Linked DNA regions of Mus musculus: all the other regions are linked to region 2. The links are chromatin contacts, called in public HiChIP or PLAC-seq maps. All regions are on one chromosome and are shown on one strand. The core of a region is the stretch at or near the end of the contact, and the rest is flanking DNA. Distances in the headings are between cores, read along the strand shown. Region 1 overlaps Adck1 (aarF domain containing kinase 1). Region 2 has its middle 87 kb from the start of Nrxn3. Region 3 overlaps Nrxn3 (neurexin III). Region 4 holds the start of Adck1 (aarF domain containing kinase 1).

Evidence for each region. HiChIP or PLAC-seq counts read pairs in DNA pulled down with a chosen protein or histone mark.
Region 1: a contact with region 2 is called in an H3K4me3 HiChIP or PLAC-seq map of embryonic basal ganglia, with 4 times the contacts expected there. The contact joins two enhancer-like sites. A contact is called at or near these places in 3 of 39 promoter capture datasets (the HPC-7 cell line, hippocampal neurons and liver), 1 of 15 datasets of contacts at CTCF or cohesin (stem cell-derived epiblast-like cells), 2 of 484 Hi-C or Micro-C datasets (cerebral cortex and nephron progenitors) and 3 of 115 datasets of contacts at active chromatin or transcription factors (VIP interneurons, embryonic basal ganglia and embryonic forebrain).
Region 3: an H3K4me3 HiChIP or PLAC-seq map of embryonic basal ganglia shows a contact between it and region 2, with 3 times the contacts expected there. The contact joins two enhancer-like sites. A contact is called at or near these places in 1 of 15 datasets of contacts at CTCF or cohesin (pro-B cells), 2 of 484 Hi-C or Micro-C datasets (the CH12 cell line and nephron progenitors) and 1 of 115 datasets of contacts at active chromatin or transcription factors (embryonic basal ganglia).
Region 4: a contact with region 2 is called in an H3K4me3 HiChIP or PLAC-seq map of embryonic basal ganglia, with 5 times the contacts expected there. The contact joins the promoter of Adck1 here to the enhancer-like site in region 2. A contact is called at or near these places in 10 of 39 promoter capture datasets (the HPC-7 cell line, HPC-7-derived erythroid cells, cranial neural crest and 5 more) and 4 of 115 datasets of contacts at active chromatin or transcription factors (embryonic basal ganglia, embryonic hindbrain and embryonic stem cells).

The regions. Positions count from the first base shown.
Region 1 is chr12:88,387,002-88,394,223 of GRCm38.p6, forward strand. The region is part of intron 3 of Adck1 (aarF domain containing kinase 1); the gene reads left to right. Among named protein-coding and RNA genes, the nearest start is that of 3200001D21Rik, 13 kb to the left of the region's middle. Within about 2 kb of position 2,005, at least 19 of the 459 cell types and tissues checked have an H3K27ac peak or open chromatin away from gene starts, as enhancers often do. A contact at or near this core is called in embryonic basal ganglia, where this site is marked.
Region 2 is chr12:88,704,536-88,711,206 of GRCm38.p6, forward strand. No RefSeq gene overlaps it. Among named protein-coding and RNA genes, the nearest start is that of Nrxn3, 87 kb to the right of the region's middle. Within about 2 kb of position 4,891, at least 60 of the 459 cell types and tissues checked have an H3K27ac peak or open chromatin away from gene starts, as enhancers often do. A contact at or near this core is called in embryonic basal ganglia and second pharyngeal arch cranial neural crest, where this site is marked.
Region 3 is chr12:89,144,834-89,151,617 of GRCm38.p6, forward strand. The region is part of intron 3 of Nrxn3 (neurexin III); the gene reads left to right. Among named protein-coding and RNA genes, the nearest start is that of Gm40537, 180 kb to the left of the region's middle. Within about 2 kb of position 4,353, at least 39 of the 459 cell types and tissues checked have an H3K27ac peak or open chromatin away from gene starts, as enhancers often do. A contact at or near this core is called in embryonic basal ganglia, where this site is marked.
Region 4 is chr12:88,356,660-88,364,149 of GRCm38.p6, forward strand. Adck1 (aarF domain containing kinase 1) reads left to right here and starts at 3,855. Exons shown (of 11, transcript NM_001277297.1): 1 at 3,855-3,936. It also overlaps the pseudogene Gm5655.

The sequences.
Region 1 (7,222 bases), core at 755-3,254, 320 kb before region 2:
ATCTGTGATGGTTTGAAAGAAAATTACCCCTCTAGGCCCAGAGGGAGTGATACTATTAGGAGGAATGGCCTTTGGAGTAGTTGTGGCTTTGTAGGAGGAGATGTGTCACTAAGGGATGGGCTTTGAAGTTTCTGATGCTGCCTAGTGTCACTCTTTCTTCCTGTTGATCCAGATGTAGAACTCTCAACTCCTTTCTAGCATCATGTCTGCCTGTGTGCCTCCAGGATAATAATGGACTAAACCTCTAAAATGGTAAGCCAGCCCCAATTAAATGCTTTCCTTAATTAATTAATTAATGTTTTTTTGAGACAGGATTTTTCCGTGTAGTCCTGGTTGTCCTGAACTTGCTCTGAAGACCAGGCTGGCCTCGAGATCCACTTACCTGTCTCCCAAGTACTGGAATTAAAGGCATGCACCACCACTGCCCAGAAAATGTTGTCCTTTATAAGAGTTGCTATGGCCATGGTCTCTTTCCAGCAATAGAAACCGTAGTTAAGACAACACCTGACTAGCTTTCTGGTTTTTATAGATGCCCCAGGTGTCTTGGCTCATGATCCTCTCTTCCCGTCTTCCAGGCCAGCAGCGTCTGGTCTAGTTCTTGTGCTGCTGTCTCTCTAGTGCTCCCCTGCCTTTGTCTTCCTTTCAAGAGCTGTGCAGATTACCCCTGTGTACCTGGGCAATGTCCCTCTCATCTCCCTAGCTCAGGGTCGTGGGATTATTAGCAGCCTGATTTTCTTCTGCAGGGTGTGAACTGCTGTTGGCTCTGTTAGGAAAACAAATCTCACTATGAAGAGTCCTAAATGTTGATACAAAGCCCAGAGAGTAATAAAATGAATGCTGTACCTGGTGCCTCTGCCTGAAATATGTTGTCCTAATTCTTGTTTACGTATCACCGAGGGACTTTAAGCTGTAATTCCTGTCTACTTCCCTAAGCCAGGTCACTTTTCTATGGCATCACAGTGTCTTTAGTACATGTGATTAGACTAACAAGTGTCAATGTTATTTGTATTAGTCAGGATCCTCTAGGTTCTGAACTTCCTAATGCTACAACACTTTAATACAGTTCCTCATGTTGTAGTGACCCCAATCATAAAATTATCACGTTGCTACTTCATAACTGTTATGAATTGTAATATAAATACTTTATAAGCAGGATATCTGATATAAGACCCCCCAAAAGGGGTTGCAACCCACAGGCCGAGAGGAACAGAACACAGAACATGAATGTATACAAAGTGGTATAATTAGATTAGCTGACCTGGACAGGTTAGGCAGTCCAGCAATGTCTCTTTGTTCACTGGAAAGGCTGAGAGCCCTGTAGCTTCTGACTGTAGGAGGATGGATACCTCTGCAGTTCCAGTCTGGCACCAAAGGCCTGGAAGATTCCCAGAGACCCACCAATCTTCAGCTCTCATAGGAAGGCCCAAGAAGCTGGGTTCTGGTATTAGCGAAGGATAGCAGCCGTGGTGGTGGCAGCAGCAACAGCGGCAGAGTAGATGTACTTAGTCACAAGATGCAAAGGCAAGCAGGCAAAAGTAGCATTACCGCCATTTCCTCAGCTCTCTTTTTGTCTGGGCTTCTGTTGGAAGGTACTGTCCACTCGGGGGACATTCCCCCTCAGATAACTCTTCCGGGGAAGCATGTCTCTTAGATGATTTCATACCCACTCAAGTTGAAAGCACATTGTCTAACCACTACCTGTAGTCAGTTTTCCCTCGCTTCCCTACCTAACGTTCTCCATATGCCCCCAAACCTGCTCAGCGTCACTCTCCTTCTAAGAGTGAGGTCTTCTTGCCTGTATCTTTTGAGGGTTTGTTTTGATTTCTGCTGTCAGCCATGAGAGTATAAGACTGTATAGATGTGAAAAAGAGACTGTCATCCCACATTCAGGCGGGTATCCTGAACAAGCACAGCGAGCCAAGAGGGGATGCAGGCTGTCTGGGTGTGTTATTCTGCTCATGGCCTTGGCATTTGTTATTCTTGTCTGTAGCAGCCATTCCAGAAATGCCCCCACTTTTCCGGTCGCCGAGCAACTGTGAGAACAAATTAATTATGCATTTTCTCACTGTGTGTGATTAAGGGGCAGATGGAGGGAAGGGTTCTCTGTAGCTTTTCTGGCCATGAAGTTCCCAAATGGATAGTCTCCAGATTGACGAGTTCAGGTCCCCAACTCCTGTGGGCATCTGTGCAGGCAGGCTTGCTCTTTGGCAAGGGGAGCCCCAAGTTGCAAGTAATAACATTGTTATTCTCTTAAATTTGCAACTCGTTTACTGTTTGCTGAGTGCTTGTAGTTAGTTGTGACAGCTCATTTGATGGAATTCCAGGGATCCCGGGACATCTTTTACTTTACAACTCCCTAAATTATTGTTGGTGATGTTAACTCCACCACTAGAGACGAGTTCCTTCAGCCTAAAACTCCGTTCCCTATTAAGATATAGGTGTTGGTCCAGGAGATGGCTCATTGCCATGCAAGTCTGAGGGTCTGAGTTCAGTTCCCAGAAGCCATGTTTGAAGAAAGCCAGATAAATGTGTTGGTGCACACCCTTAATCCCGGTGCTTGGGAGAAGGAGGCAGGCAGATCTTGGTGAGCTGGAGGTCAGCCTGTCCCACATGGCATTCGCCATGCCGGCCAGAGTTCCATGGTAAGACTCTTTGTAATTAGTTGCTTTTCTTTTGCAGTGATAAAACACCATTGCCAAGGCACTTACAGAGGAGCTGGGAACACACACTCGTTGATCTGGAAAGCTATCATTTTAATTTCTGTTTCTTTAGAAATACAATGGCATGATGCACCCAGACCACCTAACTCATAACCCTGCCTTGGCTTAGACTCCCTTTCTAGTCTAGACAGGTTTTAAGCTTGGGATCCTTTCACCTCTGAGGGCTGGGGATGCAGGCCTGCATCACCAGGCGTGGCTTGAATGCTGTTCTTTACTAACTGGAGCATCAGTTTCAGATCTTAGTTGATTTTGTTTGATATTTGTCCCTCCTCTCAGGACATAAAGTATGTCATGCTTTCTCTGTCATCTGCATATCTGTTCATTTTCCAATAGTTGTTAGATATTGAGTTTTATCTTTTTGGGTATTATATATTTTGTAATGAATGTTCTTAAATTTTGATCTAAGGCTTTGTTAAGTTTTGGGGGGCTAGTTGGATTTTTTTTCAGGTCTTGCTTTAATATTTGTTAATTGGAATGAGACAGTATTTAGGGTATCTCTGCTTACTGAGGCCGGAACTTTCTGAGTATGAATTATGACGCTTTTTCAGTCTGGGTAGTAAGAAAAGGCTACATGTGAGTCCTCGTACACAACTCTAATTTTTTGGAGTTTGTCTGGACTCTGTCATGTGTTGCATGTGTGTAGGCTGATGAGCCTTAAGCTAAACATCAGGAGATGGACCTTGAATAGATTGCCAGCTCTCCTTTTTTCCCCTTAAATTAGATATTTTCTTTATTTACATTTCAAATGGTATCCTCTTTCCTGGTGTCCCCTCCGAAAACCCTCTATCCCCTCCTCCCCTCCCCCTGCTCATAACCCATCCACTCCCACTTCCTGGCCCTGGCATTCCCCTACACTGGGGCATAGAGCCTTCACAGGACCAAGGACCTTTCCTCGAATTGATGACTAACAAGGCCATCCTCTGCTACATATGCAGCTGGAGCCATGAGTCTCACCATGTGTGCTCTATGGTTGGTGGTTTAGTCCCTGGGAGCTCTGGGGGTACTGGTGAGTTCATATTGTTGTTCCTCCTATGGGGCTGCAAACCCCTTCAGCTCCTTGTGTCCTTTCTCTCATCTTCTGGTGCTCAGTCCAATGGATGACTGTGAGCATTCACCTCTGTATTTGTCAGGCACTGGTAGAGCCTCTCAGGAGACAGCTATAACAGATTCCTGTCAGCAAACACATGTTGGCATCCACAATAGTGTCTGGGTTTGGTGACTGTATATGGGATGGATTCCCAGATACATCCAGGGGCAGTCTCTGGATGGTCTTTTCTTCAGTCTCTGCTCTGCACTTAGTCTTTATAACTCCTTCCATGAGTATTTTGTTCCCCCTTCTAAGAAGGATCGAAGTATCCACACTTTGGTCTTCCTTCTTGATTTTCATGTGGTCTGTGAATTGTATCTTGGGTATTCTGAGGTTCTGGGCTAATATCTACTTATCAGTGAGTGCATACCATGTGTGTTCTTTTGTGATTGGGTTACTCATTCAGGATGATATTTTCTAGTTCCATCCATTTTCCTAAGAATCTCATAAATTCATTGTTTTTAATAGCTGAGTTTAATAGCTCATTTGTGTAAATGTACAACATTTTCTGTTGAGGGACATCTGGGTTGTTTCTAGCTTCTGGCTATTATTAATAAGGCTGCTATGAACATAGTGGAGCATATGTGCTTACTACATGTTGGAACATCTTCTGGGTATATGCCCAGGAGTGGTATAGCTGGGTCCTTAGGTAGTACTATGTCCAATTTTTCTGAGGAACTGCCAGACTGATATCCAGAGTGGTTGTACCAGCTTGCAATCCCACCAGCAGTGGAGGAGTGTTCCTCTTTTTCCACATCCTCGCTAGCATCTGCTATCACCTGAGTTTTTTATCTTAGCCATTTTGACTGGTGTGAGGTGGAATCTCAGGGTTGTTTTGATTTGCATTTCCCTGATAGCTAAGGATGTTGAACATTTCTTTAGGTGCTTCTCAGCCATTTGGTATTCCTCAGTTGAGAATTCTTTATCTCTGTACCCCATTTTTCAATAGGGTTCTTTGGAGTCTAATTTCTTGAGTTCTTTGTATATATTGGATACTAGCCCTCTATTGGATGTAGGATTGGTAAAGATATTTTCCCAATCTGTTGGTTGCTGTTTTGTCCTATTGACAGTGTCCTTTGTCTTACAGAAGCTTTGCAATTTTATGAAGTCCCATTTGTTAATTTTTGATCTTAGAGCATAAGCTATTGGTGTTCTGTTGCAGAAAATTTCCCCTGTGCTCATGTGCTCGAGGCTCTTCCCCACTTCCTTTTCTATTATTTTCAGTGTATCTGGCTTTATATGGAGGTCCTTGATCCACTTGGACTTGGGCTTTGTACAAGGAGATAAGAATGGATCAATTTGCATTCTTCTACAGGCTAACTACCAGTTGAGCCAGCACCTTTTGTTGAAAATGATGTCTGTTTTCCACTGGATGGTTTTAGCTCTCTTGTCAATGATCAAGTGACCATAGGTGTGTGGGTTCATTTCTGGGTCTTCAGTTCTATTCCATTGATCTACCTGCCTGTCACTGTACCAATACCATGCAGTTTTTATCATAATTGCTCTGTAGTACAGCTTGAGGTCATGGATGGTGATTCCACCAGAAGTTCTTTTATTATTGAGAATAGTTTTTGCTATCCTAGGTTTTTTTTTTAATTGTTGTTGTTGTTATTTCAGATGAATTTGCAAATTGCTCTTTCTAACTCTGTGAAGCATTGAGTTTGAATTTTGATGGGGATTGCAAATACCACTAAAATCAGGGACTAGACAAGGCTGCCCACTTTTTTCCTACCTATTTATTCAATATAGTACTGAAGGTTCTAGCCAGAGCAATTAGACAACAAAAGGAGGCCAAAGGGATACAAATTGAAAAGAAAGAAGTCAAACTATCACTATTTTCAGATGATATGATAGTATATATAAGTGACCCCAAAAACTCCACCAGAGAACTCTTAAACCTGATAAACAACTTCTGTGCAGTAGCTGGATATAAAATTAACTCAAAAAAATTAGTGGCCTTCCTCTTCACAAAGGATAAACAGGCGGAGAAAGAAATTAGGGAAGCAACATCATTCAGAATAGTCACAAATAATATAAAATACCTTGGTGTGACTCTAACTAAGGAAGTGAAAGCTCTGTATGATAAGAACTTCAAGTCTCTGAAGAAAGAAATTGAAGAAGATCTTAGAAGATGGAAAGATCTCCCATGCTCATGGATTGGCAGGATTAACGTAGTAAAAATGGCTATCTTGCTGAAAGCAACCTACAGATTCAGTGCAATCCCTATCAAAATTCCAACTCAATTCTTCACAGCTTTCCTTTAGTATTACGTGTCTTTACATCTCTCTCCTCCCCTATGAACTCTTTCTGGACTTAACTCCATCTCTCAACTCAAAGTTGCTTTTTACAGAGAATCTGCTGTAATCTGGGACCACTGTAGGGTTCATCTTCCTTCCTTCCTTCTACCTTCACTGCTGGATGCCTAGGGTTTGAAAACCACTCTGTTATGTTTCAAATGTGAATGAAGGTAACAGAAGTCCCTTTCCTAGGACATTAAGCCTTATGGCCTGGGAGACCTCCAAGTTTAGAAGTTTGGGGTGCAGGGGTGACATTTTATGGCCTTGGTTGTAGTGGGAAGGGCGTGATATGTTTCATTGGACACTATTGATTGGACACTAGTGTGATGTCAGAGAGGCCATTGGATCTGCCCAGATCAAGGCAGGTAGGGGAGCAAGTCTGTGTAGGTGATGCTGGTCTGTGTGCTCTCAGTATGTGGAACTCAGGGAGACTGCTGAGGGAGCAAGCAAGAGACTCATATTAGCTAGTGTTTAGCTTTCTATTATCGTTGGAGCTTTGGATGTCCTTGTGGGCACTAGAAGGCCTTTTATGCTCAGTAGCTGATTCTGAGAGAGCCAGCATCTCTCCTGGCAATATGGCTTCCTTATGCAAACCAAGTGATGCAGAACCAGTATTCCCTGGTCTCCTCCATTCATAAGAGAGTCAAGGCCTCATTCCCTTGGCTCTTAGTGTCCAGGACTAGGTCCCAGACTACTAGGAATAGCTCCTGTTCCCTACAGCCTGCAGTCATGACTCAGCCAGCCGGACTGTCCTGTGTCATCCCATCTTTCCCACAGAACACACAACAAAGGCTTTTGTCCATACTCTGTACTCACCCTGGTAGGTTTTCATGGAGCCCTGTGTCACACCATGAGTTCCAGGGATTGTGACTAAAAAAATCTTAAACTTCTTTCATGATAAGTGTGTCTGTGTTTCTGCATCTTACTATACTTGATTAGAACACTTCTCCGGGTCCCTTAGAATAAGTATAGACATACTTATATGTGACCTCACTTGCCAGCAACCTCACAAGGTAGATACTGTTTATGGATGGATTGAAGACTGACTTGAGAGAGGTTCTGTGACTTGCCCATGGTAGTGGCGCTGCAGTTCAGTGTCGTCCGTTTTCATCATCATC
Region 2 (6,671 bases), core at 3,641-6,140:
AGTCTCCAGGGAAAACCCTCCTCCTCTCCTCCTTTGGCTTTGGCATGGGCAGGGACATCGCTGGTGGGCGGCATGAATGTCTCCTGTCTTTCTACCACTCCTCTCCCACTCCCACCACTCAGCACCCCGTGTGTGAAGCAGCAAGCCCCTTGGAGGCCTCCTGTGCCATCACTTGTCAAAGTGGTGAAATATGAAATGACAACATAATGAAATGGACTTGGTCTCATTAAGATTCCAAATGGCTGTCTAGCTTTTTTTTTTTTTTTCATTCTTTCCAGTTCAGCCACAGACCCACACCACATGGCAGAAGGTAAAAGTGGGTTAGTGCTACCGGTGCTGCACTAGGGGTCTAGCAGGAGATGCAGAGATAAAGGGCCAGCACAGTCAGGCTGGGGATGGCAGCCTAGGGACACACCAGGGACTCATGAAGAGCTGAGTCATTCATCAGAATTTCTGGTGACAAGGATGTAATGTCTGTAGGGTGCTTTTGGAAACTCACCCTTCCAAAGGCCTTTCTAGATGCAAAATGGGATAGGGTGGGGTGTAATGAAGAAGACAAGCACCCCTCCCCCACTTCCTCGTAAACTACTTGAGAGTTTAAAGCAACTGTCCTGAGAATGTTTGGGGTGCAAATTAAACAACAACACCCCTTCTCTTCATTCAATAAAAACAGAATCTACTTGTGAAATGTATCCTCTGTGAGACTGTATATGGCCTACTGTCTCATGATAGAAGCCCAAAGGAATTAGTATTATTCATTTATTCATTCATTCTTTCTTTCTTTCACCAGGCACCCCTGGCACATTTCTATGCACCAAGTCCTCTGAGAAGCACTGGGAATCCAGAGAAGATGACACTGTCACTACCTTTAAAGGCCACATGATCTTTTGTATGCTTGGCCCATGCCCCAAACCTCATCTTACTTTCATTTTTTTGCCTCGCAGACAGAGTGTTCCATAGGCCTGCTGAGCCATGGCCCAGTCCCACTCACGGACTCTTCAGACACAGACTCCTTTCACAGTCCTTTTCCATTTTGTCTGTGTATTTGAACTTCTTGGACCACTCTCAGATGTTCACTTTATACCTTTCTCAGGACCTGTGGGAAGCTAATCTGAGATGTACATTTTGTAGATGATCATGAGACAAAAAAAAAGTTGCTAGGATGTTTTAAAAATAAAACAAAAGACAAAATAAGAGCTTTAAGATAAGGTTATTATCAGCCTAGTTCAGTCTTAAACCTTTATAGTTGGGCTAAAGATACAAATCATGGCACTTTAAAGACTTAGCCCATGAAATAATTTTGCTCATATGTGTTGCCTAGCTTGATACTGACAAAACTTGTTTTCTGTGGGGAGGTAACTCCAAAGCAACCAGAGAGGAGGCAAGCTCTATCACCGCAAGGTTTTGGGCACCCAGGCTCCCTGCTATCTCTGTGGTATCAATTGTCCTAGGAACCTCACACTCTATCTGAGTAGACCCTGTACATTTATCCGATTGATTTCTATCCCCTCCCTCTACCATATGTCCTTCTTAAAGGACCTAATTGCTTCAATGCCTGCTCATAGAACCAAAGATTCTAAAAGCTGTCCTTCCTTCTATTCCCCTAGTGGCCCTCTGCTGCCCCCACCTGCCTCAAGTCCTCACTAACTGTAGTGGTCCTCAAGTCCTACCCTGTTCCTGTTACAATTCTGAGAACATCCTAACATCGCCTCTCTGTTATCTGGTTTAGTTCTCATATACTTTGGTTAAATAGAGTTTCCACTTTACAGATGGAGAAACTAAGGCTCGAGATGGGTGGTCCCCTGCAGCTTATGGGAAATGAATGTACAAACTCAGTCCCACGTTTTCTGTTTCCTGTTTTCTTTATTCCTTTCAGAGAAGCAATGAGAGGTGATCTGAGAGAAGTGGAAACTGGCCATTGCAGGTGACTATGAGATCATGTAGAAGAGTGGACCACTGAATTCATGGGAGGATGCTGTTACTTTCTTGGTCTCATTCCTAGTGCCATGTACAATCTTCTTATCATGGACTTGGGCAGCAAGAAGATAGACTCCCTTTTGCAGCTCAAATCAGGAATCAGAGAGATGAAAAGCATAACACAGACTCTAGTGGCCTGAACAAGGCAGGAACATTATCATCATCTGCCCAAATTCAACCAAGAGAACTGAAAGGAACTGAATAAGATATAATGAGGGTTCATGAAGACAGTATATAGAATTAGGAAGCCAGGAAGCTGGAAGATAGATCCAGAGCTAGCTCACCACAGAGGATCCTGGCGATGAGTCCGATTACACTTGAGGCTCATCTACCTTCCCTTAGCTTTCACCATCAAACCCAATGCCAAGAGTGATGGAAGGGGAAGATGCAGTTGCTGGGAACTGACACTTGCTGGCGGAAGGGTTGTGAAAGAGACATTTCTTTGACATCAAGCTTAATAAATAATCCATTATCTTAAGCACACATAATTGCTTTCACAGGAATTGGAGAGTGCTCTGTTCCTAATAGTGCATTGTCCTTTGTGTGGTGGCAGCAAGAGATGATCCTGACTCTAAACAGCTATATTCATGTACAGTGTTCACAGCCACATTCCTGTGTTCAGCTACCCTGGATAATGGCTTGAAGGATTCATGACTCGAGGCTCTAAAACACAGTAGAATGTGTACAGGGCTTATTAAACCAGTGGTGATACAATTATGGAGAGGCTAGAAGTCAAGTTCACATAAGAATATGGTGGCAAATAGCACCAAGCAACAGGAGGTCATAACTGGGGTACAGAAACTGTGCTTCTTCTGGGCATATCCCAGTAGTGGGGCAAAGGAGTTACTAAGACTTCCCCAAATTGAAGGAATATCTGTTCCATCCACAGAGACGGTGAACGTAGCCTTAGCCAGTTATGTGAAAGGCTTAGTTAGCTATTCCCCTTTCCTCCTTCAGTGGGCATAATGGATCTGTAAACACAGTTTGCAAGTTACTTTTGATTCAAGATTTTAGCTAAAGATGACTGTGGAAAAACATTACAAATTCCCTTTTCCATTGTTCAATTTTGTTCAATCGCTCATCAATTCAAAACTGTATTATAGCCTTCTGTGATGAATGAGAAGCCACACAGTGTGATGGTATTGCCGACGATACTTCAAAAAAGAGAGAGATGCCTGCTCTCTGTGAGGTTAAATCTGGATAGGGGCATGGAAACAGAAAGATCTAATGTAAGATAAGACTAGGGAAGGAAATGGTTATTGTGGAAGGCGGTTATAGACGACATCTCGGAAGACATCATGGAGGAGGTAGCTTTTGATCTGAGCTTTGAGGCATGAACATAATGTTAGCTTGATGAGGAGATTGGAAGGAAGAAAAGTGAAGAGGGGGTGTTGGGCTGAGGGGGCAGCATGGGCAAAGAATAGAGGTGTGAAAGCATGTAGTAACTCAGAAAAGGTGATCAGTACACTGTGGCTGCCACTGAGGAGGTGGCTGAAGGGATGTGGCCTGAAATACTTAGTATCTCCAAGGAGAAGACTCCAAGTAATTATATAATCCTCCCACTTATGTTGGCTGGTAGGCAAAGGACCTAGAGGGGGCCAGGTTTAAAAATAACCCATTATCTGAAGCACACGTAATTGTCTCCACACAGTTTCCCTTTCTATGTAGAGCCACAGAAAACTACAGCTTATGGTGGGGTGTGTTTGTAGGCTCACATTCTATTTTTCTTTTATTTTTGAGATTGTAATATAATTACATAACTTCTTCCTTCCCTTTCCTGCATTCATTCAGGACAGTTCCAGCTCAGGCATCCCTAAACCCTAGTCCTGACGTACATATTACTTGATAGAACCTTAAGTTCCTTCTCGCTCTGGGGGAATAGCAAGGGGAATAGCAGAAATGTTTTGGGAGTCTCTTGGACAGCCCCGAACAACAAAGCCTTCCAAAGAAGGCTTCTCATGTCTGGTATTGGGGCTTTTGTTAGGTGGTCTCAGCTCTTTTTTTTTTTTTTTTAGGTTTTTCTCTTTGTGTAAGCATTGTCAGCCCAAATGGGGAAAGTTCATTTAATCTCTATATATTCATACACAGAATTATGCATATTATTGTATGCTTTTTTTACATAAAGAGTTAACAGTATGATTCCATAGGACTTTTCAGATACAATTATTATTTTGTCTAAAGAACCTCCCTTTTTTTCCTTTCTCTGATCAGATCCCTTGTAGCCTGCAATCCCCATCTCTGTTACTCCTCAACCTACTCTGGCAATGGTTCCTTTTTACTTTCCTGTTTTCTGCAGTTATTCCAAGATGTGTACTATACACACTCAGTCATTCCTAAGCATCCATATCTCACTATCTGGTTGCTAGTGTGTGGACTTCCACAGTGAACTATGCAGAAGGCCAAGTGACAATTAAACAAATATCATTGAGCTTGGCAAGAGGAGATAGATGCACTCTGAAAGTTAACTTGAATAATTTCAGACTCCGGACCTCCCACTAGAGTGAAAAATGATGTTTATTGGAGGGAAGCTTAGAATTAATCCTCCAAAATGATAGTAAAGTGAATTCTTTCCCAGTTCTGCTGTGGCTGCTCTTCTTCCCGTTTCTGCTTATTTCTTATTCTGTTTCTTATTATTGTAATGAACTCTGTTCTCCAAAATGGATAAAGTCACCATTCCTATAAGATCAGTTTTGTCTGGTGTGACCAGCTTGATCGGATCACAGTTTAGATTGCAGCTTTTGAATTCACTTGGACGTTTAACTTCTGGTGGGGGAGGGGTGAAAGGGAAATAAAAATGCCGAGTTGGCACAAAAGTAGCTGCACGGATCAGTCAGCTGTCTCCAGGCCCATTCTCTCCAGACTTACTAGTTTTTTTTATTGAGTATCAGGGTTTGAATTGCAGCGGCCATGGGGTTTCACTAGGGGTCATCGGTGTGCAGTCTGGGTGACACTCTGTGAAGAATGCTGGCTCTTCAGTACCCTGCGGAGCCGCCTGGGAGCTCTCCGTGGTGCTGAAGACAATATCCCTCTCTACGAAATTTGAGGGGAAATTGTCTCCTCAGTTCTAAAAATTTCTTTGTTTTGCACCACGAATGGGACAATATGAAATTAGAGTTTAGATGAAACCAGATCTTTAAACTTATAGAATGGATGTCCAACCTAAAATTAATGAAGATTTCACACTTTGCTTTATTATAAAACGCCAACTGATTGTTTTAGAATTTATTATAATATAATAATAATAATAATAACAATTATTATTATTACAGTTTTTGGTTTAGATGATGAGAAAATGAAAGTAAGTGCTTTGATTAGTTTCAGTGAATGTATTATTATTTATTGGAAGCACAAACAAAGAGTTATAATTCATTTATTCCACAAACTGTTAGTATGCTAAACTGTATGCTAGGCTTGGGCACACTTAAGGCTCATAAGGATCAACTGGGTGAACCCAGAATGTTGTATTTCTTAGCAAATGTTGTAATCTTGTTAGTAAGATCACTGGTCTTCAGACAATGGTTCTAGCCAAGGAGATATCAGAGAAAGTGCCTAGAGGATGTGGGGCCTCCTTTTATAACTTCTGTAAACTGGGTGTGGTTAGGTACTGATGCTTATTTGGAGTCTTGATGAGATTCTAAAGGAATTATAGTTTTCTACAATTCTACATGCACTGCATCTTCACCTCTGCCTGTTTTTTGAAACCTCTTTAAGCTTAGGTCTGAAATCAGCTTCCTGCTGGGATCTGCCTCATCCAATTTGCACAGGGGTCTTTGCACTGATTGCCTTGAGGAGTGGTCTGGGAGGATGCCTGATGTTGATATGTGCATGAATGTTCATGAAGGGTTGCAGCTGGGGATGAATATGGTAATACTTATACAACACTTACCAGACTCTGTGATTTATTCTAAGTGCTTTACATAAGTTAAATTATTTAATTATCACAACCTTTGAAGAGAGAGCAACTATTATTGTAACTATTTAAACCGTTCTAAAATTATACTCAATCAATTTATATATTCATTGTGTGTATGTGTGTAGGTTCATAGGTGTATGCATGTGGAGGTCCAGTATCTTTCAGGAGATAGTTCTCACCATCCTGTGGGTCCCGTCAATCGCAGTCAGATTGTCAGATTTGGTGGCAAACACCTTTACCCACTGACTAATCTCCATGGCCCTGTAGCTGTTTAAAAGATTTCAAAATAAGGCAATATTTTCCAATTTGTCGAAGATCTCCCAGCTGGTAGATGGTAAAGCCAGGATTTGATAGTAGGTGGTCTGCTGCCATAGTCCCTTGCCTTCAGTACTCAACCACCAAAGGCTAAAAAGAGTGTGTATGTGTCCTGAGCCTCAAAAGTGTGTATTGCATGTTTGATTTTCCCATTTTCCTGTCCTCCCTGTAGCAAATGTCTCACTCCATTTTACAGAATGACTTCTAAGAATGAGACTTATTAATGTCATTACTGAAATTTTATATACATTTTATCTGGAACCTTATCAGTGATGTTTGTCCCACTGTGTTGGAAAGCATCCATGTATTATACGCATGCCATCAGACAAAACTCAGAGCAATAGTTTTTCATGGCTCTATTTTGACTATACAGTGTGAAGTGGGTCATTTTCCCATGACATCGCATGGTTTTGTTTCATTTTTCCCACAGTAGCTATCAGCATTAAAAAATGATGTCTCCTGTGTA
Region 3 (6,784 bases), core at 3,103-5,602, 440 kb after region 2:
GACGTTTATTGATAGGACTTTTAAGACACTAGACTAGGAGAGCTACATAGAAAATACTCTCAAGTGTTCTTCTGGTACCAGGAAGCCAGAGGGAAGTAATCACCAGGAGACCTTGAGACTTTTGTTAGCATATAAATGATGTGTGTAGATTCTAAGCTTTAAGAATGAAAATAGAGAAAGAGACTAGAAGGAAGTGGATGTTTTCTAAAAGAAATATTAAAGCATGAAGACAGCCAGTGATATAAAGCGGAAGGGAGGCTATGGGAATTTTGGTCAAAGTGGTTTTGGATAGTGTAGATCTTGGGTACTAGTTATCTATACACCACTGGTACCAGGAGAAATAATGGAACCTTCTACATGGGTTTGAAATGTCATAGTTTCCTATCTACTCAAAGACACATGAATGGCAACAGAGCTCTCTGTCTGAACACCCTAACTAGGAGAAACTTCAGCAAAGACAAAGATGTTAGCATTATGTCTCCCAAAGCTGCCTTACAGAGTGACTGTAAGTGCCTTACAAAGCTGCCTGACAGAGTATCCCAGAGATCCTCTGTATTAGAACATTTCTCTCTACTGTTGTTATATAAATAAATATACTCCCTTATATATGTATGTTTTATGTGCAGGCTCATTTATATACTTTGTTACTTCTGAACTAGTTGGGCATGGTGTTGGAAAAGCACAATTTGGAAGCTTCTATATAGTGTAGTGTGGTATGGTATGGATACAGAAAACTTCCTTATGCCTTTGTCCCTTGAACTGTTGCATTTAAAATTCCACTTAATATCTGTTCAGATTTATAAAAATAATCTTATATTTTTGTCAGATGAAATAAGTAATGTTTTCAGTAATCACTTAATGACAGCCCACAGTGTTCCAGAATGCAGAATTGAATGGTCTAGGCTCAGTCCCTATCCTGAAAAAAGATCTCAGTGTGAAATGATAATTACTACCATACTGGTACATTAGGGCTAGAGAACACTCAGATAAGGAACACATGACATAGACACAGGCATCACAAAAACATCCTAAAGAAAATAAAGCTTAGATTATGCTTTCAACAGTGGTAAGACCCAGAAAGAGACAGAGGTGGACATTCAAAAATATGGGCTTTCTGTTTTGAGGCTGTGGCAGACTGTGATAGGTAGAGCTAGAGGTGGATCTATAAATTCCTGGCATTTTTAGGCAGCATCATTGTTCCAAGTATCAAGTATGCTTTGTCAGGCAGAGATGATGGGATAAGGCTATAGAGAATATCATAGGCCAGATCACAAGGGACAGATTGTAAAGTATTCTAGTGTGGCTTGAGTAGGACGAAGATAGGATAGCATTTTTGTCTTGATGAATATGATTTGCCAATGGAAAGGTGACTCCATCTGTAATTTGAAGATAGAAATACAGATGGGCACAATGGAGTCAGGCAGAGACCAGAAGATAACCTCAGAGAGAAGAACAAGACTACAAGTGGTGATACAAGTTTAATTTCCAAGTCAGACAAGATTCTAATAAAATACATTGTAATTAAACTTATTGCTTAGGGTATAGTGCAGTAAACCAGGCTCTGAAAGCAGCAGTCAGATTAAAATAGAGTTAGTAGGATATCATGAAAATGGGCTTTGGGTTGTGTATATGTTTTGTAGAGAGCTAGTATAATGCAGAGGCTAGATACTTGAGGTTTGAGGTTTGATAGAGATTAGTTTGATTTCTAGCTCAGCTATCTAACTAGTTGTATGATGTAGTGTATTGTTATTGATCTTCATTTTTGCTACCTGCTGAAGAGGATATTAATATCACCCAGAATCAGATTGTCCTTGTGAGACTTTAGTTAGAAAGTATAGAACACTACCGGAGGATCCAGCAATACCTCTCCTGGGCATATATCCAGAAGATGCCCCAACTGGTAAGAAGGACACATGCTCCACTATGTTCATAGCAGCCTTATTTATAATAGCCAGAAGCTGGAAAGAACCCAGATGCCCCTCAACAGAGGAATGGATACAGAAAATGTGGTACATCTACACAATGGAGTACTACTTAGCTATTAAAAAGAATGAATTTATGAAATTCCTAGCCAAATGGATGGACCTGGAGGGCATCATCCTGAGTGAGGTAACACATTCACAAAGGAACTCACACAATATGTACTCACTGATAAGTGGATATTAGCCCCAAACCTAGGATACCCAAGATATAAGATACAACTTGCGAAACACATGAAACTCAAGAAAAATGAAGACTGAAGTGTGGATACTATGCCCCTACTTAGAAGTGGAAACAAAACACCCATGGAAGGATTACAGAGACAAAGTTTGGAGCTGAGATGAAAGGATGGACCATGTAGAGACTGCCATATCCAGGGATCCACCCCATAATCAGCATCCAAACGCTGACACCATTGCATACACTAGCAAGATTTTATCGAAAGGACCCAGATGTAGCTGTCTCTTGTGAGACTATGCCGGGGCCTAGCAAACACAGAAGTGGATGCTCACAGTCAGCTAATAGATGGATCACAGGGCTCCCAATGGAGGAGCTAGAGAAAGAACCCAAGGAGCTAAAGGGATCTGCAACCCTATAGGTGGAACAACATTATGAACTAACCAGTACCCCAGAGCTCTTGACTCTAGCTGCATATATATCAAAAGATGGCCTAATCGGCCATCACTGGAAAGAGAGGCCCATCGGACACGCAAAATTTATATGCCCCAGTGCAGGGGAACGCCAGGGCCAAAAAGGGGGAGTGGGTGGGTAGGGGAGTGGGGGTGGGTGGGTATGGGGGACTTTTGGTATAGCATTGGAAATGTAAATGAGCTAAATACCTAATAAAAAATGGAAAAAAAATAAAAATAAAGGAGAAACGACACCCTCAAAAAAAAAAAAAAAAAGAAAGTATAGAACAGGCACATTGCCATTTTTTTTATTATTGTAATTGGTTAATTAAGAGTCCAAAAGGGGTGACTATAATAGAAAAGGCATGACATAGGTAAGGTACTAATGAGCTTTGTTGTGTTAGAAAATCAATGTGTGGTGCCCTGACAATTATCTCACAGTTATCAGGATTCTTGGAAAGCCTTGGTCTACAAGCAAAATTGCTTATGAGATATGGTAAACGTGAAGCAAAGACTCTGTGGAAAGTGGGATTAAAATTGGGGATGAAAACTTAGAAAGATCCATCTATAGCTCTCCTTATCTCAGTTGCATGAGAGAAAAGGAGAAACACAGAAGAAAGAAGGGAGATTTCGAGTTAGGGAGTTATATTTGGGGAAGTGATGAGTTTGGTTAAATTCTTTAGTCTTCCTATGCTTCATGTTTTTACTATGTTAGGTTAAGACAATTACAAGGTGAAAGTCCATGTAACTATCATTTAGGATTAGTTTTTAGACTTGTGCCAATGTTTATAGTTTAGAAATTTTGAAGAAAAAAATTAAAAGATTGGTCCATCAGCCTCCTATGTTGGTTGCTGTCCACTTTGAGTCAAAAATTACTGTTTTAAAAATTTATTAATTATTTTATTTACTTATATCTCAAATGTTGTCCCTCCTAGCCCCACTCATAGAGTTCTTCCCCATCCTCCTTCCAGTTTGCCTTTGAGAAGATCCTCACCTCAGGCATACCCCCACCCTGGAACATCACATCTCTAAAGAATTAATTAGGCACATCCTCTCCCACTGAGGCCAAACAAGGCAGTCAGCCCTCTAGTACATATGTATAAGGAGCCTCGGACCAAAAATGACTTTTCAAGTCTGCTTGAGAGCCCACCACTCCAGGCTCTGAGCTGGTTCTTCCCTGAAGGTTTAGTTCTCGGTAATGTGACTATCTGGCTCAGTTTTCTGTTAAAATTTGCGATGTCAGGATATCTCAGTGATTTCTTAAACTAAGAAAGCATCTGGTGATTCTTTAAAAGGAATATTTTATAGAAGAGGGCATGTCGATTGTGCAAAAGCCTGATAATACCTTTAGTAAAATGAGATGGTTTTCTCCTGTACGTTCGTCAGAGATCCAGTGCCCATCTGAGAATGGCATCGGGGTGAGTGGAAGAAGTAGAGGAAGGAGAGAAGGATGTTGAGTAAAAGGAGGGAAACTGGATGATCTCAGAACCCACACCTAGTGAGCTCCTGGAGAGTCCGAGCTGAGAGGCACTGCAAAGGAGAATCTGCTGCCTGAGTATAGATGGTGCCTGCGAAATGGCTGATTTATCAGGTGCAGGCAGAGTGTGACAAACCTGTTCTGTGCTGTTCTTTTTTTCCCCCTCTCCTCTGCCACATCCCTTAGCCCTTCTCACTCCACCCCTGACACCCCAACCTCTTGCAGCACTTGCTCCCCTTCTCCCTGACCCTCCCCCCTCCTCTTTACTGGCAGGTTCACCAAGAAACAACTGGGTTTCCATGGCAACGTGGAGACAGCTGAAAAATGGCAGCTAAATGCAGCTGCCCCTCATTTAATATCGACTCTGGCACTGACAGAACAGATAATGGGCAATAACACACCATTATGTTGTGGGAAAATGAAATGCTTCAGCAGCAGGCTGTCATGCTGGGGGATTTATTTGTTACTGTACCAGCACCAGTTTCCCTCCACATCCCTTCCTTTCTTTTTATCCCTTCATGCCCTAGGCAGTTTCTCTCTTCCCCCTTTCACCCCCATTGCTCATTTCTATTTCCTCTCATCTTGCATATTTCCCACCATACTTTCTCCATTTCTCTGAATCAGTCATGGCTTTGCCTGGACACATGCACATAGAATAAGAGCAATTATTTGCATAATGACTTACAAGTCACAAAGCACATTCAAACACACTTTCCCTCAATCTGGGTGGCGAGACAACTCCCCCAGACAAGTAGGGCTTGCATGCTGCTAAGTATTCTGTGGGTCTAAAAGGGAGGCTTAGAAATGTTGACCAGTTTGTCCAAATTTACATAAGTAACTGTCAGGACCTTCATTCCCAAGTCAGATTTTCTGCCCTACACACAGGATTCTTTCAACTACACGGAGAATTTCCAGCTGCCAATTTCTGCTCACCTCATCAGAATCAAGTTTCATTAATAATAGTTATTATTAATCTCTATCATAAAAAACTTTCAAGCTGCCAGTCTTCATAAGGTCTATAGTTCTTTTCTTACATGTCTAGGCTCTTATAGATTCTCCCAATAAAGTGGCATTAAGTTGTTGATAAGGGTAGACTGCTTTTAATATTTTAAGTCCAAATGCACATATCTACCCAGTGCCACCCATTGTATCAGGAATTCATGGCATACAAAAGGGTCATAGCATAGTCTGACTTAAAAATTGGACCATTTTGGTGGCTGAGAATATTACTTTCAAAAAGTCTATTGAACATCAAGGCAAAGGGTGTAGAACATCTTTGGGCTGAACAAGGAGAGTCTTTTCTCTATTGCTGTTGATTAACTGTTCTGTTGTAGATCTATGTGGCTGGATCTTCGTAAAACCCACACCCCTTCCTAAGTTATTACATCATGCACTTTCTAGACTCTATAGATCTGAAATCAAGTTCCTTGTAGAAAAATGCAAATGGAGTGTGACTAGGTAATTCCAACAATGTTTTCATTTCTTCTTGTGGTTGGTGAAAGTCAAAACCAAAACCAAGGTTTCATATGGACACCCATAGGCAGTATAGTATGAATAATACATATAGAGGGGTTTAACCATGGAAATGACTTATGTTGGTAAAGAGAGTAATGTTTGTATTGTACACTAAAGGGTTTTGACCTAGAGTCTGTGTAACTCTTGAAAACACACACAACATTTTACATGAACAAGGCAGTACACAGTACAGTGGTTCAACCCACCTGGTTTGAACTCACTAATGCAGGTTTTCACCCTACTAATTTCCAGGTTTGTAGATTGGGAAAAATTATTTTTATTCTCCCAGGCTGGAGTTTTGAAGCTGTGATTCATATAAGAATTTGCATTCTATATTGCTCCTCTTAAGGCTAGAATTCTTTAAAAAAAAAAACATATATAAGACAGAGCCTGTTTCTATTTTAATTTCATTTTATGTTTTGTTTTTATTCTTTGAAAATTCCAGATGTGTATGTAATGTATTTTTGTCATTTCACACCCTATTACTGTCTCGAATCCAACAACCTGACCCCTATATCAAGTTTTTTTTTTTTGTTTTTTGGTTTTTGTTTTTTGTTTTTTTTTTTTTTGGTTTTTTGGTTTTTTGTTTTGTTTTGTTTTTGGTTTTGTTTGTTTGTTTGTTTGTTTTTTGTTTTTGTTTTTTTTTTGCTCTAGTTTCTGTGACAAACTGTGCTAATTAGGGTTGTTCATACAAACATAGATGATGGAATCAATTAGTTACTGGAACATGAGCAATTCATTAGTGGCTACACCACTAAAGAAAAGGCCTCTCCTTCCTCTGATAGCCATCAACCTGCCAGTAGCTAGCTCTTCAGTGAAGGGTGGAACCTTGTGATTCCCTCCCCCTACCCATGAAGGAAAGGTGAGGAACTTAATCTTGTCTGGGTCTTGTGCAGGTGAGCATATGCATTTGTGAGGGCAATTGTGCTGCCGTAGCAAGAAAAATGAACTTCACAGAATTCTTTCAAATTCTCCAGTCTTCTATTTGTATCCCTTTCCGGGACACCACAGGAGCCTTCACTGACCCCTGATGGGAACAGACATTTCTGACCAGAGCAACACTAATCTATGAGTTTAAACATAGGTAGATATTTAGAAGTTTAGAAGAAAACTTGACACCATGTCCACTTAGCAAAATAATAGTAGTCCCCAAACCTCAGCCTCCAAAGACCTATGACTTTGC
Region 4 (7,490 bases), core at 2,605-5,104, 350 kb before region 2:
TCCCCTATCTGATTTAGGATAGGTAAAGATCCTTTCCCAATCTGTTGGTGGCCTTTTTGTTTTATTGACAGTATCTTTTGCCTTACAGAAGCTTTGCAGTTTTATGAGGTCCCATTTATTGATTCTCAATCTTACAGCGCAAGCCATTGCTGTTCTATTCAGGAATCCCCCCCACCCCCATCCCGCGTGCCCATATCTTCGAGGCTTTCCCCCTCTTTCTGCTCTATAATTTCCAGTGTCTCTAGTTTTATTGGAGTTCTTTGATCCACTTAGACTTGAGCTTTGTACAAGGAGATAAGAATGGATCAGTTTCACATTCTTCTACATGACAGCTGCCAGTTAAGCCAGCACCACACCTAACTGCACCTGACAAACACACTATCTTCCTAAGCTTGTATGTTTTGCAAACAATTGAGTTTTCTACATACAACAACCAAATATCCAGTAGGAAAGTTTTTAAATTTAATTCAGTTCAGATTTAACAAGGCTCCCTTTACAATTTGTGCCCACCACACTTGCCCTGTCTTGAACTCAAGGGGATGCTTTCTCTTTTCTTTTCTTGTGAGAATCTTGACATCACATTAGTTTCTGCATGTGGAACAAGTTAAAGGGTCTAGCAGATCACTAGTGTTCAGCTCATGTCCTGAAAACCTCCACCCTCCACGCAGTACAGGAGGCTTCCTTAGAAGGTTCCATCCCTTTCCTCCAGCCTATGTAAATATCACATGGTCTTAATTTTCATAGCCTAATCATACATGTGGAGTACGGAAGGCCAAGTTCTTGGAGCATGTTCTTGTTCAGTAATGTTTTCATTATGCTTTACCCTGTGTTTTCCATATAATTTTTAGATTAGCTTGTCAAAGGGCCAGGTAAAATTATAGCTGGAAATTTGATTACAATTCCATTGAACTGAAAGATGCAGTGAGAATAGCTTCAGATATTTATAAAATGGATGACTCACTTATCATTTCAAAGTGCATCTTATAAATCAACATTCGGTCACCAGAGGTCAATGCATCAGGATCACAGATAACTCAGATCCACTCTCATATTCTTACTATTTAACAACTAACAGTAAATTCCTTCTTTGCTGACTCATTAAAAAAAATACTTATTTAATGTACTTGAGTAATGCTGTAGCTGTTCTCTTTTCTTTTCTTTTCTTTTCTTTTCTTTTCTTTTGAGAAAAGCATTATATTTACTGCATAGAGGAAGTTACCTGAGTCCCTAACCAGACAGTGACCCCAGATGAGTTATTTAATATTCTCAAGCGTGGTTTTCTCATTGTCGAAGGGATGATAAGATCTGCATTATTATTTTTTTCATTTTTTCTTTTATTGGATGCTTTCTTTATTTAAATTCCAAATGTTATCCCCTTTCCATGTCCCCCCTCCAGAATCCCCATCCCATACCCCTTCCCCCTGCCTCTCTACCACTTACCCACCCACTTCTGCTTTTTTCTTTTTGGTTTTGTTTTTTGGTTTTTTTTTTTTTTTGTTTTTTTTGTTTTTTTTTTTTTTGTATTTTTCATGGCTTCTTTTTCTTTTTTTTAATTTATTTTTTATTAGACATTTTCTTTATATAGATTTCAAATGCTATCCTGAAAGTTCCCTATACCCTCCCCCACGCCCTGCTCCCCTACCCACCCACTCCCACTTCTTGGCCCTGGCATTCCCCTGTACTGGAGCATATAAAGTTTGCAATACCAAGCGGCCTCTCTTCCCAGTGATGGCTGACTAGGCCATCTTCTGTGTAGCTGTTCTTATATACACCAGGAGAGCGCATCCAATCCCATTACAGATGGATGTGAAACACCTTGTGGTTACTGTAAATTGAACTCAGGACCTCTGGAAGAACAGTGTTCTTAACTGCTGAGCCATCTCTCCAGCCCTTGCTAACTCTCTCTCTCTCTCTCTCTCTCTCTCTCTCTCTCTCGCTGTTGTTGTTAAACAGTTTAATTTTTTTGACCTCCAGCTTTGTTTGTTTGTTTTTAAATAACTTAACAGTCACACCTCTAAGTTGGTGTACTATGTACAGATCATACAGAATGAATATGAAGAGATATAAATTGGTCATGCCAAAAAAGATTGACTAGAGTACAGAGTCATCTTCATAAATACATATAAAATTCTTATGAAGATAGAGGGGATTGCCAGGTTTTCTGAGGCACTTTCCAAAGTTATTCAAGGCACAAAATATACACCATTGTGAATATACATATTCTAGACTTTGTGTCTCTGACACAGCCCAAAGATTTGGCTTCATGGCTATTATAACACTAAATATACTGAATGAAATGGTTTCTTGGGTGAAAAAGCCAGACCAATAACCATCATATAGATAATTACTCCAAAATATGGAGAATACAAATACAAGCACTGTATTTTAAAAAGCAAACACAAAAGATCATGTAAATCCAAAAGTGTTAATTGTTTCAAGTTTCCATTTTGGATCATTTAGAATCTAGACAAGTTGGTTCCCAGCTTATCCATCACTTGTCTGTAGTAAGGAAAATGATTCTAAAAAGTCAACATGGTTTTCAGTATTTAAAAAATAGGTAAAAAGTATGTAAAAGCCTCGAGAGACCAATAATATCCAATAGCTTCAAAAGATAAACTAAAGACCCTTAGATGTAATCAACTTTACCAACATCTGTCCGTGTCTGTTTAATATTTACAGGGAAAATATACTCACTATAATTTTTTATAGAATGGCAAGTAGGAAGTTGATGTAGGAGATGTAGAAGGGCAAAGAGAACTCAGAAAGTCTTTCTATTATGTAACTTTTGCTTTAGAATCATCAAAAAGCAACTACTTCCCCTCATACTCCTTTAAGTTTTGCACTGCATAGGAAATTTCATTCTCAACTCCATTCATGTTAACGCCTGTTGGGTCACTGGAGTCTTCGTTCCTGTCAGATTCGTGGGTCCCATTAGTATCATTAGTTTCAGAATTTCTATTGTCAGTGAATGGGGTCCCAACCACCTTATCAGGATTAGATGTTTTGTTGGACAGCTCATAGTCTGCTTTGCTCTTTTGTCCTCCAAGAAGTCCAATACCTTCTACATTTTTTTTATTGTTGTTGTTCAAAACCTTTTCCACCAAATCTAATTGATACTTCATCGTCATAATTTTCAGCCACCCCCTTGCTTCCTCCTCATTCAGTGGCTCTGTCTTACCTATTTCACACATCTGGTCAACCACAAAATTCCCCTCATCGAGTTCTAGACTGTTAAAAGCCAGGGACTTTAACAGATGCAGTAGAGTTTGTGCCCACTACTAATAGTAATGCCACTGTGCATTGCAACAGCAAATAATCCATAGCTGTCATTAGTCGGCTTGGTGCTCCATTCTTCTAGTGACAGCTTAAGAGGTATCAACAAAGGAGTGTTGGTCTTGGAAAGTCCACCACCATAACAATCAAACTCCAGTAGCAGCAAAGCATTTCAGATGAATAGTGATAATAGGCATTTTGTCAAACCAGAGACTTCGCTTTGCTTCCGTATAATAATGGCAATTTTCACAGAAATATTTAACCTCTCCTACAATTCTCTCCACTGAAACAAGGTTTCATTTCATTTCTCTCAAGGTCTTCGTTTCAACAGGAATAGCTGACTCACTCATTAGAATTCTAATTAGAATCTAATGCCTACTTAAAATCTACAGATCCAGAATTACATCATCCATTAAACATGGATCTATACTTTGACTCCTTAAATTATTCTCAGTATGATTCTTTGTCGGTATCTTAGCAGACAAGGAAAGGTTTTCCTCTGGCTCAGGGACCACAGCTGTGGCCTCTAGTCTAAGGAACAGAAAAGAACTACAAATCCCGGCAGGCCTCGCGGCACCGGCTTCTGTAGGCGCTCTGGTGGCGAAAGCACTGTTTCCTGGAATTTGGGTTCCGGGCTGCGCGGCGCAGCTTCCCTACCCTCTGGTGAGTAGCACCCGCGCACAGAGTCCTGGCCAATCCCGCTGCCAGATTGTGCGGGACGTGGAGAGCGGTGGGTCCGGTGCAGATGTGCTCCGCGACGTTTGAGCTCAGGCTCTGCCGCCCAGACGAAGCTGGGAGGAAACTCGAGCCTGTGACCCTGTCACCCTAGCTGGCGAAACCACGTGGTTCAGGTGACTCGCAGTGCCCCGCCCCCTTGGCTGTGACTCTCTCGCTCGGTGTCCTAGAGGTCCTTAGTGTGGACTGGCCACTTGGGTGGCCCAACCTTGCGTGCCCTGGAGTAGGCAGAGGTGAAGAGGGGCTACGAGTGGCTCCGCCGGCAGCCTTCAGACATCGGTGACCTTGTGGGCTCCCACGCAGAGGTAGCTGGGGCGATGAGCGTGGAGTGGTGAAGAGCAGGGGCCTCCCCAGAAGTCAGGTCACCTAGGCTTGCTACAGGCTCCAGTCTCCTTAACTCCCCAGTACCTTGGAGACTTCCAGTGCTTCCAGCAGATGTGCGGAGAGAAGACTTTCATAGTACAGCTGTCCCAGACTTCGTTGACATTTACTTGCCACGAAAGTGAGAAGCTTAGCGCTTAGTAGGCGCTCAAGATATAGTTGCGGAGTTGCTAGGAATTGGATTTTGTCCTGTGACAATTTTTCTTTAAGCGTCTTCTTGTCACTGTGGTTCACAGGCTGTGTGTATGTAGTGTGCAGCAGAGTGATGTGGAGGGCTTGTTACTACACAGAATTCAGCCCACTTCCTCTTTAAACTTCTGATTTTAGTGTGATATTTGAACTCTGGGATCGGCATGTCCAACATGAACCCAGGAGATGCCATGTCGCTACCCCGGGGACTATAAGTTTGAATGCTATTTTATAAGAAAAAGTCCATATCGATTTGTCACACTGGGTTATGGTGTGTGTGTGTGGGGGTGGGGGGTGGGGTGGGGGGTGGTTGTGTCCCTGTGGCTAGCTTCGATATTGTAGTTGTAGCACTCATGGCACCTGCTTTACACACTGCAACCCAACCCCATTACTTTATGTACATATATCCATGTAGTTTTGCCACCTGGGTCCTTTTTATCCTGGATTATATTCTCTCTTATTTTACTGTGGTATTTGGCTGATACTCAACGGGCCTTATGGTGTGAGATTTTAACTTCTGAGAGAATTTATCACACTTTATTTCTTTCCAAACATACCCCCTCAGTCCCCTCCTTGCCAGAGACTGGACTGGTGAATGGCTAGAGTGCTTGGTATAGCCATCCATCCCTGTCTTGTCTCCCAGTAGGACACACCCTGCCTGGGTTATCTAGGACTAAATGTCCGAGACAGAGAACCACTGGCCACTCCAGCCAATTCCTTGTTCATATGCACTCTGTTGGCGGCACAGACACACGTGGACTCTAGCATTTGTTCCCTTGGCTCCTTTGGGCAATTTCTTCTACTGCCTTGTCTGTAGAGTGAAGCTCCAGTGGTCTGTACTTGAGAATCTAGTTGTGCAAGTTATGTGAGCTATTTATTTGAGCACTTCTGGAAGCTCACTCACTTCTCTTACCTGCTGCCCGCTGCTCTTGCCCTTGAGTTGTTAGTCCCCCTTCCTAAGGTGAGCTGAGTGGAAAAAGTTCTCTTGTGCTGGGGGAGATTTATCTTGCTTATCTGCTGAGAAACCTTGGCATTGGTCTGGGATTCCTTAGTTTAATTAGTATTGATCCAAGCAAGTTCTGTCCATTACACACTAAGAAGTGTAGTTAAAACTCACTCTTGCATTGAACGTTACCTAACTGTAGGATGGGGAAGACTGGGAGCCTCCTCAGGCCATGTTCCTGGGCATGGATTCGTCATTGCCTGCTTTCTCCAAGAGTATATTTGGGTCTTTTCTGGTTTGGAAAGTGTTCCAGAAAGAAAAACAAAAACAAAATGTATATTTGCCCAATAATCTCTATAGGAAATGGAAGGTAGCCAGGGTCACTGTTGGGGACAAATAGAGTTTTCTTCCTAAATGACTCCCCTCAGCAGGGTTCTCTTCTTCACCGAGGTGGTGTGGAGGTGGGGGTGAGTGGGGATGTAATTTCAGACCTGCATTCTCAGGGTGTCACCTGAGGAGGGGCAGGGAGTAGATGGTAGTTGGGAAGTCTATTTACATAAGTGCTTGGTTTCTTCATTAGTTCTATCCTTGAGATGGGCTTTTAAAAGAGGATTTATTTATTTATTTTGATTTCATGTGCACTGTCTGCATGCAGGTCTGAGGGAGTGTCTGATCTCTTGAAATTGGAGTTACAGACAGTTGTGAGCAGCCGTGTGTGCTCTTAACTGCTGAGCAAACTCTCCAGCCCCCGAGATGGACATTTTTAATTGATCACCTACTTGTCCGGCTTCCTGAACACATGGATTCATGAGGAACTGGGGTGTCTCCTCTGGCCCTGAGACAGAGTTCACTGTCATTGATTTGATGATTAAGCAGCTATACCACTGCTTCGGGCTCAAATGTGTTATTTCTAGTGAGGACTATTGCTTGATCTTTGACATGCTATTGATTTCCAGAGCTCCAGACACTGCCTTCCACAGACTTGGCTCTCTTGGGGCTTGGTTGCAGGTCAGAAATGAGAGTTTCTGTCTGCAGCAGTTGTATTTACTTCAAGCCAGTAGCAAGGACCTTAGTGACTTGAGGTCCATCCCTATAAAAGAGATGTCATTAAAAAAAAGAGAGAGAAGATGGGGCTGGAGAGATAGATGGCCTATGGATGTGAGCTCAGACTTGTTGCTTATTCCTGGGTCTTGAGTTTGGTTCTTAGAACCCACACTGGGTGGCTCCCAAGTGTAACTCTAGCCCTAGGGCATCTGATAAGCCCCTTCTGACCTCCATGGGCACCTGTGCACATGCACATACACTTGTACACAGACACACATAGAGATATACAGACACAAGCACAGATACAGATACACAGACATAGAAGCACAGATACAGTCACATATAAAAATACATGCAGGCACACATAGACATAGCAAAAACAGATACACACACACACACACACACACACATACAGACAAACCCACACACCCAGATACAAACACAAAGACACAAACAGAAGTACATAACACACACAAAGACACAGACACACATGGCCACATGCACACACAGGCTAAAATATATCTTAAAAAAAAAAAAAGCCTTCCCCTTGCAGTGGGAAGGCCTGTCCACATCACTCTCGCCACTTTGCTAGCTGAGCCACCCTGGCCTGAGCTCTCACCTTCTCAGTGCCTCGAGTGCCTCAGTGTCCTCATTTATACCTGAGAGGATGACACTCGATACCTCATCTTACTGCTCCGTGTGGATAAGTAACAAGGTGAGTGTGCTCTGTGGTGGGATTAAAGGCGTGTGCCACCAGACCCCACGTGTGGGGAGGGACTCTAAAGGTTACTTATTGCTAATCACATTACCTAGTGATGAGGTTTTAGGTTCTTGGTAGGCTCAGACCTCATGTAAGAGGTGTGGCTTCATGAGAGGTAACTCAGGTGAAAGGCAAGGCAAGGACACAGAACAGGGCAGGTGACTC